Linked DNA regions of Mus musculus: all the other regions are linked to region 3. A link is a contact called in public promoter capture Hi-C data. All regions are on one chromosome and are shown on one strand. The core of a region is the stretch at or near the end of the contact, and the rest is flanking DNA. Distances in the headings are between cores, read along the strand shown. Region 1 holds the start of Trim6 (tripartite motif-containing 6). Region 2 holds the start of Trim34a (tripartite motif-containing 34A). Region 3 holds the start of Nup98 (nucleoporin 98).

Region 1 (2,700 bases), core at 77-2,576, 2.0 Mb before region 3:
CCCCAGTAAACGTTCACCAAAACTCTAGAATCCACCCATTGTATTGCTCTGTCCACGCTACATATTAAAAAAATGTTAAGGAGACGGCTCAGTGGGTAAGAGCACTGACTGCTCTTCCGAAGGTCCTGAGTTCAAACCCCAGCAAGCACATGGTGGCTCACAACCACCAGTAATGAGATCTGATGCCCTCTTCTGGTGTGTCTGAAGACAGCTACATTGTACTTATGTATAATAATAAATAAATTTTTTTTTTTAATGTTAAAGCTCAGAGGCTAAATAAACAGACTGGGGACATACGGCATCCAATTTTCAGGTCCTGTACTGAAACACACGCAACATAACTAGCTGTAACACCTATTTTTCTCAAATGACTGATAAAATAAATGTCCCTTTGCTGTGTCGGTAGCTCAGGCCTGTAATCGTAACACCAGAGAAGAGGGTTGGAATCAAGAAGATGGTTAGCGATAGGGTAGCTTGGGTTATAGAAGGATATATCTGAAAAAAAATTGAGTTTACATACATACTTTTAGAATACATAAATTCAATGCTCCCTATCTCAGCCAAGTTATTCACAATAAATCACCTCACTGTCTCGGCCTGCCTCCGTCAGAAGTGACTCAGCAGAGTAACGGGGCGGTAGGCACCCCCAGAGAAGGTCCGCAGATGAAGAGTACCCGGTAGGCAAACTTCTCCAGAGCACGTCCGGAAGCCTAATTCCGAGGGCCAGAAATCCTGGCTGGGGTCTGTTCCTAACTCCGCCCAGCTTGCCTCGGCTTCCTCTGGAGAGGCCCTAGGGCTCCTAGCTCCGACTGGTTGCAGCCGGTGTAGACCGGGTCGGGGCAGGTAGAGTAGCTCATCTCCCAACTCTTCCTGGAAGAAGCCGGGCCTGCTTGGGAGGGGGTTGGGGGTTGGGGGGAATAAACCTACTTCCTGGAGCTGGGGGAGGAGATGTTGACCTCTGAATCCACTCGGGACTCCGAACGGGAATCTCCCAGAGCAGTGTGCCTTTGCCTCCAAAATCCAGGTTCAACGCCCGTTTCCCGCTTAGGGCTATAGGAATACTGCCTATTCCTAGCCGCGAACATGCCTCTCCAATGCTTCCCAAACTCAAGGAAACTCAAAGAGGCAGTCCCGCAACTCTTCTTGCACGCGTGAGCCCCAACACAAATAGTAAGGCAGCACAGACTCTACACACCAGTGGGACAGCAACGACTGGTCAGAAAATGGGTTTGCTCACCAATCTGGAATCCGTGCCTGGATCAGTGCCGAGGACTTGCAGCCAAGGAGACGGCTCCTTCCAGTACTAAAGCCGGACTCCAGGAAAAAGGGGCGGGCCTGGCGGAGGAGGCGGGGCTGACCCCTGTGCTGGCTGGGACCAAACCCCGGGTCAGAAATGCGAAGATGCCCTAGACAAGTCTATGGAACAGTCTTTAAGAACATCATCATTAGAGACTTAGGCTTTCTACCGTATGCAAGTGTTTAATACACCTGTTCTCACTATCAATATATTGAAATGTCTAAAGAATAAAAGGTCTAGCCATACAATTAAAAGGTGACTGCATTTGATGGATTACAAAAATCTGCCAACTTTAAATTACCTGTGTGTATCTCTAATTTTAACGCATGGAACCAAAAGACTACTTTTATACTGAAGTACTTATACATTTACATATGCAAACTGAACTGGACTGGAACTGGACTGTAAGGGTTTTGGGTTTTTTGTTTGTTTGTTTGTTTTTAAGATTTATTTATTTATTTTATGTATATAAGTACACTGTTGCTGTCTTCAGACACATCAGAAAAGGGCATCGAATTCCTATTACAGATGGTTGTGAGCCACCATGTGATTGCTGGGAATTGAACTGAACTACTCAGGAAAAGCAGTCGGTGCTCTTAACCACTGAGCCACCTCTCTAACCCCTAGACTGTAAGTTATTAAAGGCAGGGCTACTGTGAAAAGAAAAGAATGCCAAACTTCCTGGTTTGGGAGACTGACAACCCAACTGATCTCAGAAGATGGGGGGAGGGGGAAAGACTTTGGGGAGGAGCTGGGGGTGGAGTAGGAAGTGGCTCAGCAGTAAATTGTTTGCCTTACCTGCATGAGCCTGTGAACTGGGCTGACTCACAATTGTAATTCAGCATTAGGAGACTGAGGCAGGAGGATTACTCATAAATTTAAACCAGCCTGGGCTACAGAGTGTTTTTGCCTCGAAAAACTTAAAACACAAAATGAAAAGTCAAGTCAGGAATAGATGTTTGGAGTGAGGATGGGAAAACATGGTGCAAGCATTCCTTTTTTTTTTTTTTTTTTTTTCTGGTTTTTCAAGACAGGGTTTCTCTGTAGCCCTGGCTGTCCTGGAACTCACTTTGTAGACCAGCCTGGCCTCAAACTCAGAAATCCGCCTGCCTCTGCCTCCCAAGTGCTAGGATTAAAGGTGTGTGCCACCACGCCTGGCTGGTGCAAGCATTCTTAAGAATCATAGAAAAACAGAGCAGAGAAGATGGGACGCTCAATGTCTAACATACAAGGGTAAGGTTTATTTGGTTTTGAGACAGGGTGATGTGACATGCATATTTCTCCCAGGCTGATTTCAAACTTGCTGTGTAGCTGAGAATGGTCCAGATTCTGCTTCTGTGGTGGTGGCGGTATTGCAAGCGTGCATCCCCTTGCCCCAGCTGATCCAGTGTTGAGCATTGAAC
Region 2 (2,700 bases), core at 60-2,559, 2.0 Mb before region 3:
ATTGAATGGGTGCTTAGTATGCTTTTTTATGCCAAAACACGCTTTTTCCCATTGACATTTTTAATTAAAAGAGAGAGAGAGAGACACCTTAATTATCTTCTGTGTTTGGCCATGACTAAACTCTCTAGCATTGCAGTGCAGATTCAGAAAAAGGAGATGTGGTGAATTCTGAAAAGTGAAAGTACTGGACAATGGCGGGCAGGTGTTTAAACCATCTATGAAGATGCAAAATGCCCATATATTAGCCTAACATGGAAAATATTCAGGATCAATATCTTACCAAGAACACCTAGGCTCTGTCCAGAGCAATACCTAACTCTTGTTTACTATCTAAGCAAAAAAAAAAAAAAAAAGAACTGATATAACTTTTAGTGCAAAGATGCAAGCAAGAATGATCAATAAGGCCTAAGCCAGGTGAGGACACCAGGATCTCTTATGGCTACTGAGACAGAAACAAGCAGGTGGAGGGGTGAGGGGGTTGGGAAGGCACAAGCTTGCAGTCCCAGCTACTTTAAGAGGCTGAGGTAGGGTGATATTTGACCCCAGAACTCCAGGACCAACCTCAGTAAGGCGGTGAAACGGGCCTCAAAAATAAATAATAAATACGTATTTAAAAAAAAAATCTCTGTTTAAGTAAACATGGAATCCTAAGAGTGGCTCTTCAGAGGTACATATAGTTAGAAAGTGACACGGGGGCGGGTTTTCAAGTAAATCAAGGGCTCAGGATGTTAAGGTCACTGATAGCCCCTTTGGCTGCAAGGAGGGGAATAGAGGCTCCTCTTAGACTGAACCCCTGAAACTCTACAGTATCTTAGTAGGCAGAGGGGAGAGGAAACAAGGAGAAGGGAGAGAAGAGGAGGGGACGCGGGGGGTGGGGAGGGCTCCTGAGATTCCAGACCTGTTTACAAGGTGTATCACAGCAGCAGAGCAGAAGGAAACAGGAAGTGCTTGCCCCAGCAAAAGAAGGGGCTTCTCCAGAAAAAAAAAAAAAAAAAGACCTTCCTGCTCAATTTCAATTCGATTCCTCACGAACTCTTTTTCTCAACTTCAGATCACTGCGGTTTGTGATCTGTGAGCAAATAAGCCTCTCCTAAGCGTCACTGAAGTCTCTCCTTTTAGGGTCTCCCTCCCTCCACCCTGGACAAACTTTCGCACACACCTTTGGACCCTCACCTCCGACCTGGAAGGGGAGATCTTTCCTCCAGACAGAAGCGGTGAGGAAAAGCCAGGGACTGGTTTCAGCCAGCCAAACCAACCAGCAGCCCCTCCCTTTTTGACTGCAGAGAAAAGAAACTGAAACTCCAAACCAGCGGATACAGGAAAGAGGAGGAAACTTTTGAGTCCTAAGTATTGGCAAAACTCTAGGCCACCAATAGATGGCAATGCAGGGACTCTGGTGATCCAAGGCTAGAGGAGAAGTTTTCAGCAGCCAGGAAGAGCTTTTTGGTGGCCATAGCTAAGGGCTGTCACTTACATCAGGTGGTTAAAGACCATGTTAAGGGAAGATTTCACTCAGCAAGAAGGCAGCCACGAACTCAAAAGAAACACGAGAAACTTTTATTAACGTGTGAGCCGAAAATAAAACAAATGGCCCAGCAAGCTATACAGTTTCTTACAATCTTTTTCAGGCCAGACAGCAGCGGTATTTTTATCTAGTCACCATCTGAGGGTGGTCTCTGAGTTCCTTAATGTTTAAAGGTGTTCAGTTAGGGGAACAACAACCCAGGAATACATGGGAACACATTAAAAAAAAAAAAAAAAGCACGGTCTTTTGCTTAATTTGTGAATAACAATAACCCTTTGGTTATGAAAATAGAATCTGCAGCTTTGCACTGACCTTTGTCCACTTTGACCTTCTCAAGTGTCTCCATCCCCAATCCCTTCCAGGTTAGCACATTTACATTCCTTTTAGGCTCCACTCAACAGTTACCTAGCAACAGTCAGGTAGGTCTGGCTTGCTATAAAAGGGACTGTTTGGCCCCTCCTTGTTCTCTCTGAGCCCTTTCTCCTTCCCCCTGTCCCCTCTCCACATGTTCCCTGCTGGTAGTGCTCCTCTCTCTCTCTCTCTGTCTCTCTGTCTCTGTCTCTCTCTATCTCTGTCTCTCTCTCTGTCTCTCTCTCTCTCTGTCTCTCTCTGTCTCTCTCTCTCTGTCTCTCTGTCTCTCTCTCTTTCTCTCTTCTTACCCACCCCCCTCAAGAATTATCAAGTCTACCCAATAAACAAGAAAGGGAAACCATGCCTGCAGCAGGGAATGGTGCCAGTGAAGTTGTAAGGGTCCATAATTCAAAGAAGAATGACACCCAACTCAACTGGTATGCAAATGTAAAGATAGATTTCTGCAGAAGTCCAGCAAGCTGGGGTCTCCCATTACCAAGATAGAGACACCCAAGAGAGCTTGCTGGTCTGATTTAAGGCTCATTAGGGAATTCTGAGGTAGGGACCTCTATGTTAATCTATTGGGTCCATCTCTATGGACATTCTATTACCTGGGTGTGAGGGCAGGAAACTTGCTGGGGAGGTCTGGGAACTGTTACCAAGGTAGTAACTGAGGAAGTCTGGAAACTGCTGCCTACCCATTGGCCTTGCTTCAGGCCAGGTGGTTGGGACATTCCATTAACTGGGCTTGAAGGCTGGAGCCTAGGATTTTTTCTATTGGTAATTGACTTGCCTGGACTGGCTCAGTTCTTAGGCCTAGTCTC
Region 3 (2,700 bases), core at 137-2,636:
AGCTTTTCCTGTTAGGCGATTTATACATTATTCTTTCAAGTATATACTGAACATCGACAATATATTATGTTTCTTCCATTTACTGTCTTTAAAAAAAAAAAAGAGATTTATTTATTTTATGTATACCAGGAGAGGGCACCAGATCCCATTACAGTTGGTTGTGAGCCACCATGGGGTTGCTGGGAATTGAATTCAGGACCTCTGGAAGAGCAGCCAGTGCTCTTAATCGCTGAGCCCATCTATCTCTCCAGCTCCTTTAAGATGTTTTTGTTTGAGGGAATCATTTAAAATTCTTAGCAAATCTCGTTTCAGTTCTATATTGATTTCCCAGGACGTGGTGGAGAGGTAGTATGTACCTCTTTTTTTTTTTTTTTTTTTTTTTTTTAACACAGCTCCTGTTATCTGTGAGACCTCAATAATTTAGAGAGGTCTGGTTTCTAGAACATGCCCACTCTTCTGCTCTCTGCTAGATCCTAGGAGAAAAGACACCAAAAGGATGAAAATGAAGCTTTGGCCCAGATCAGGGGAGGGAGGAGGCATAGAACGGAAAATAAATAAGATACAAAGTAACAAGGTCTTTACAAGCAGACTGCCTGAACTTCACCGGGACTTGTAAAGGTTACCAAATGTGTCCTGGAGAAGGCCGCAAGAAACCCAGAACAAGTATAGATTCTGAAAGTGCAGCTGAGGCTGAAGGGCCAAGAATCTCCTCATTGGGCTCAAGCTCTGTTAAGGCAAATCCATTGCTCAGGTCTATTCTAGAGATTCAGAGGGGGAAAGTGTACGGCGAGGGCTGGCTTGCGCTGGAAAGAACAGTGGGGAGTGGAGTGTCTGCAGACAATCTGTGGATTGATGGGTTTCCAGGAAGGGTCCTCCGGCTCTCCAAGTGCAAGCTAGGTGGCCAAGGAGCCTTCCCATCATTGCCCGCAGACAGGAGCTAGAGAAGGATAGAACAATTACCAGGTCATCCTTGGGACTTCCTTCTGATTGGCCGGAGCTTCCGTAGCGAGTCTCCGCGCTCCAAGGAAGGGGGCGGGGCCTGGACACAGCGTCACTGCGGTTTGGTGCTCACTCCTCTAGCCACGCACCAGCCCTCTTCGAGGGGCCTGTGTGACGTCATGAGCCTCTCTCAGCCAACCGTTGCGGCAGAGGGAGTGGGACTCTACATCCCTCCCCATCGTCCCTCCTTTCCCCCCCCCCCCCCCCTTTCCCGGCAATTCCTTACGCTCCTCCTCTTCCCCTCCGTTCCTAATCAGAGACCGCCTCCACGTTCGGTTTCAAAAGGATCGTCACCCAATGAATAACGGTGTGGGCCTCGAGTGGCGGACCGGCCCGCCAATGCCCGGCCGCCAAGGGCGGAGCGGCCGGAGCCGATCTCTGACGGTGGACGGCGTGTGACGCAGTCAGGCCTCTGCGCGCTGCGCCCGAAGCGGCGGTCGGTGGCAGCGGCGGCGGCGACGACGGTTTTTCTGGAGGCCGCGCGGTGAGCGGCGGGTGACGGGCGGACCTGGGCTCTCACTCCAGACGCACCGCTGTAAGTCGGGAGCGCTGCCGGGGCTGGGCGGGTAGATCTTCCTCTCTGTACCGGCATCTGCGCTGGACGCCCGGGGCCCTCTCCGCCGCCGAGTCTCGTGCCGGGCGCGCTCCTTCGGGCCTGCGTGAGGGGGCGGGGCCCGGGGCCTGCGGCCTGGCTCGGGAGGCCCTGGGAGGGGATCCAACTGTGTGGGGCGTAGGCCGGAGGGGTCTCGGGTCGCAGCCCACATTGAGTGAACCTCGCTTTCTCCGGTGCTACTCATTCATTCGCTGGGTGGAGGTGAGCAGCCCGCGGTAGGCAGACCCTTGCAGGGTGGTGCCTTGGGGGGACTTCAGTGAGGTCTCCCCGTCACTTCCTTGACCACTCTACAGGACACGTTTTGTCTAGGGTTCAACCAGAGGGTTGAGTGAGTCAGAACTGTGTTTAGCTTTTTAAGACACTGACAATTGTCTGATAAATAAAATGAAGGGTTCTTTCTGTTCCGTGTAAACCTAGGTGAGAAAGATTGAATTTCTGAGTAACTGGAGCCATAAGCGTTTAAATTGTCAATCGCCCCCACTCTGCCTCAAGTACAGAGGCTTTATTAGTGGGAGGTAGGTAGAGGAAGAGAATCCAGGTGTCTTGATTCAAGTCTAGTAGAATTTGTATACTCTTCCACCCTTCCTCTATGTTCCAGTCTCCCAATATTGGCAATTCTCTATTTGGTAGGGGTAAGGACCCAGCATTTGACATAATTTTCAAAAACACTTCTAGTTTAGCTGTTTTCATGTTCGTTTATATATAGTAAGATAACTTGATTAGTAGTACCCTGATGGGGACTTTTTTTGCTTTTTTTTTTTTTTTTTTTTTTTTTTAACTTCGGAGACAACCCTTGGTTGGCCTGGAATTCGCTATGTAGACCAGGCTTGCCACAGACTCAAAGAGACCACCTGCCTCTAACGCTGAGGTAATGAGATTAAAGGTGTTTGCCATCACATCCAGACTTAACATAGACTTTTGAGAACAAAACTTTAAAAATGATGAAATTGGCTTTAACCTTGGCAGTGCACACCTTTTATCCCAGCACTTGAGAGGCAAAGGCAGGAGGCACTCTGTGACTACAAAGCTAGCCTACTCTTCATACTGAGTTTCAGGACATCTAGGGCTGCAGAGACCCTGACTCAAAA

The links. Promoter capture Hi-C pulls out the DNA fragments that hold promoters and counts their contacts.
Region 1: a contact with region 3 is called in a promoter capture Hi-C map of embryonic stem cells, with 3 times the contacts expected there. The contact joins the promoter of Trim6 here to the promoter of Nup98 in region 3.
Region 2: a promoter capture Hi-C map of cranial neural crest shows a contact between it and region 3. The contact joins the promoter of Trim34a here to the promoter of Nup98 in region 3. A contact is called at or near these places in 2 of 39 promoter capture datasets (cranial neural crest and stem cell-derived epiblast-like cells).

Annotation. Positions count from the first base shown.
Region 1 is chr7:104,217,421-104,220,120 of GRCm38.p6, reverse strand. Trim6 (tripartite motif-containing 6) reads right to left here and starts at 1,326. Exons shown (of 8, transcript NM_001013616.2): 1 at 1,238-1,326.
Region 2 is chr7:104,243,066-104,245,765 of GRCm38.p6, reverse strand. It overlaps Trim34a (tripartite motif-containing 34A), which reads right to left and starts at 1,309. Exons shown (of 8, transcript NM_030684.3): 1 at 1,174-1,309.
Region 3 is chr7:102,208,852-102,211,551 of GRCm38.p6, reverse strand. It overlaps Nup98 (nucleoporin 98), which reads left to right and starts at 1,386. Exons shown (of 33, transcript NM_001287164.1): 1 at 1,386-1,534. It also overlaps a transcript of Pgap2 not described here.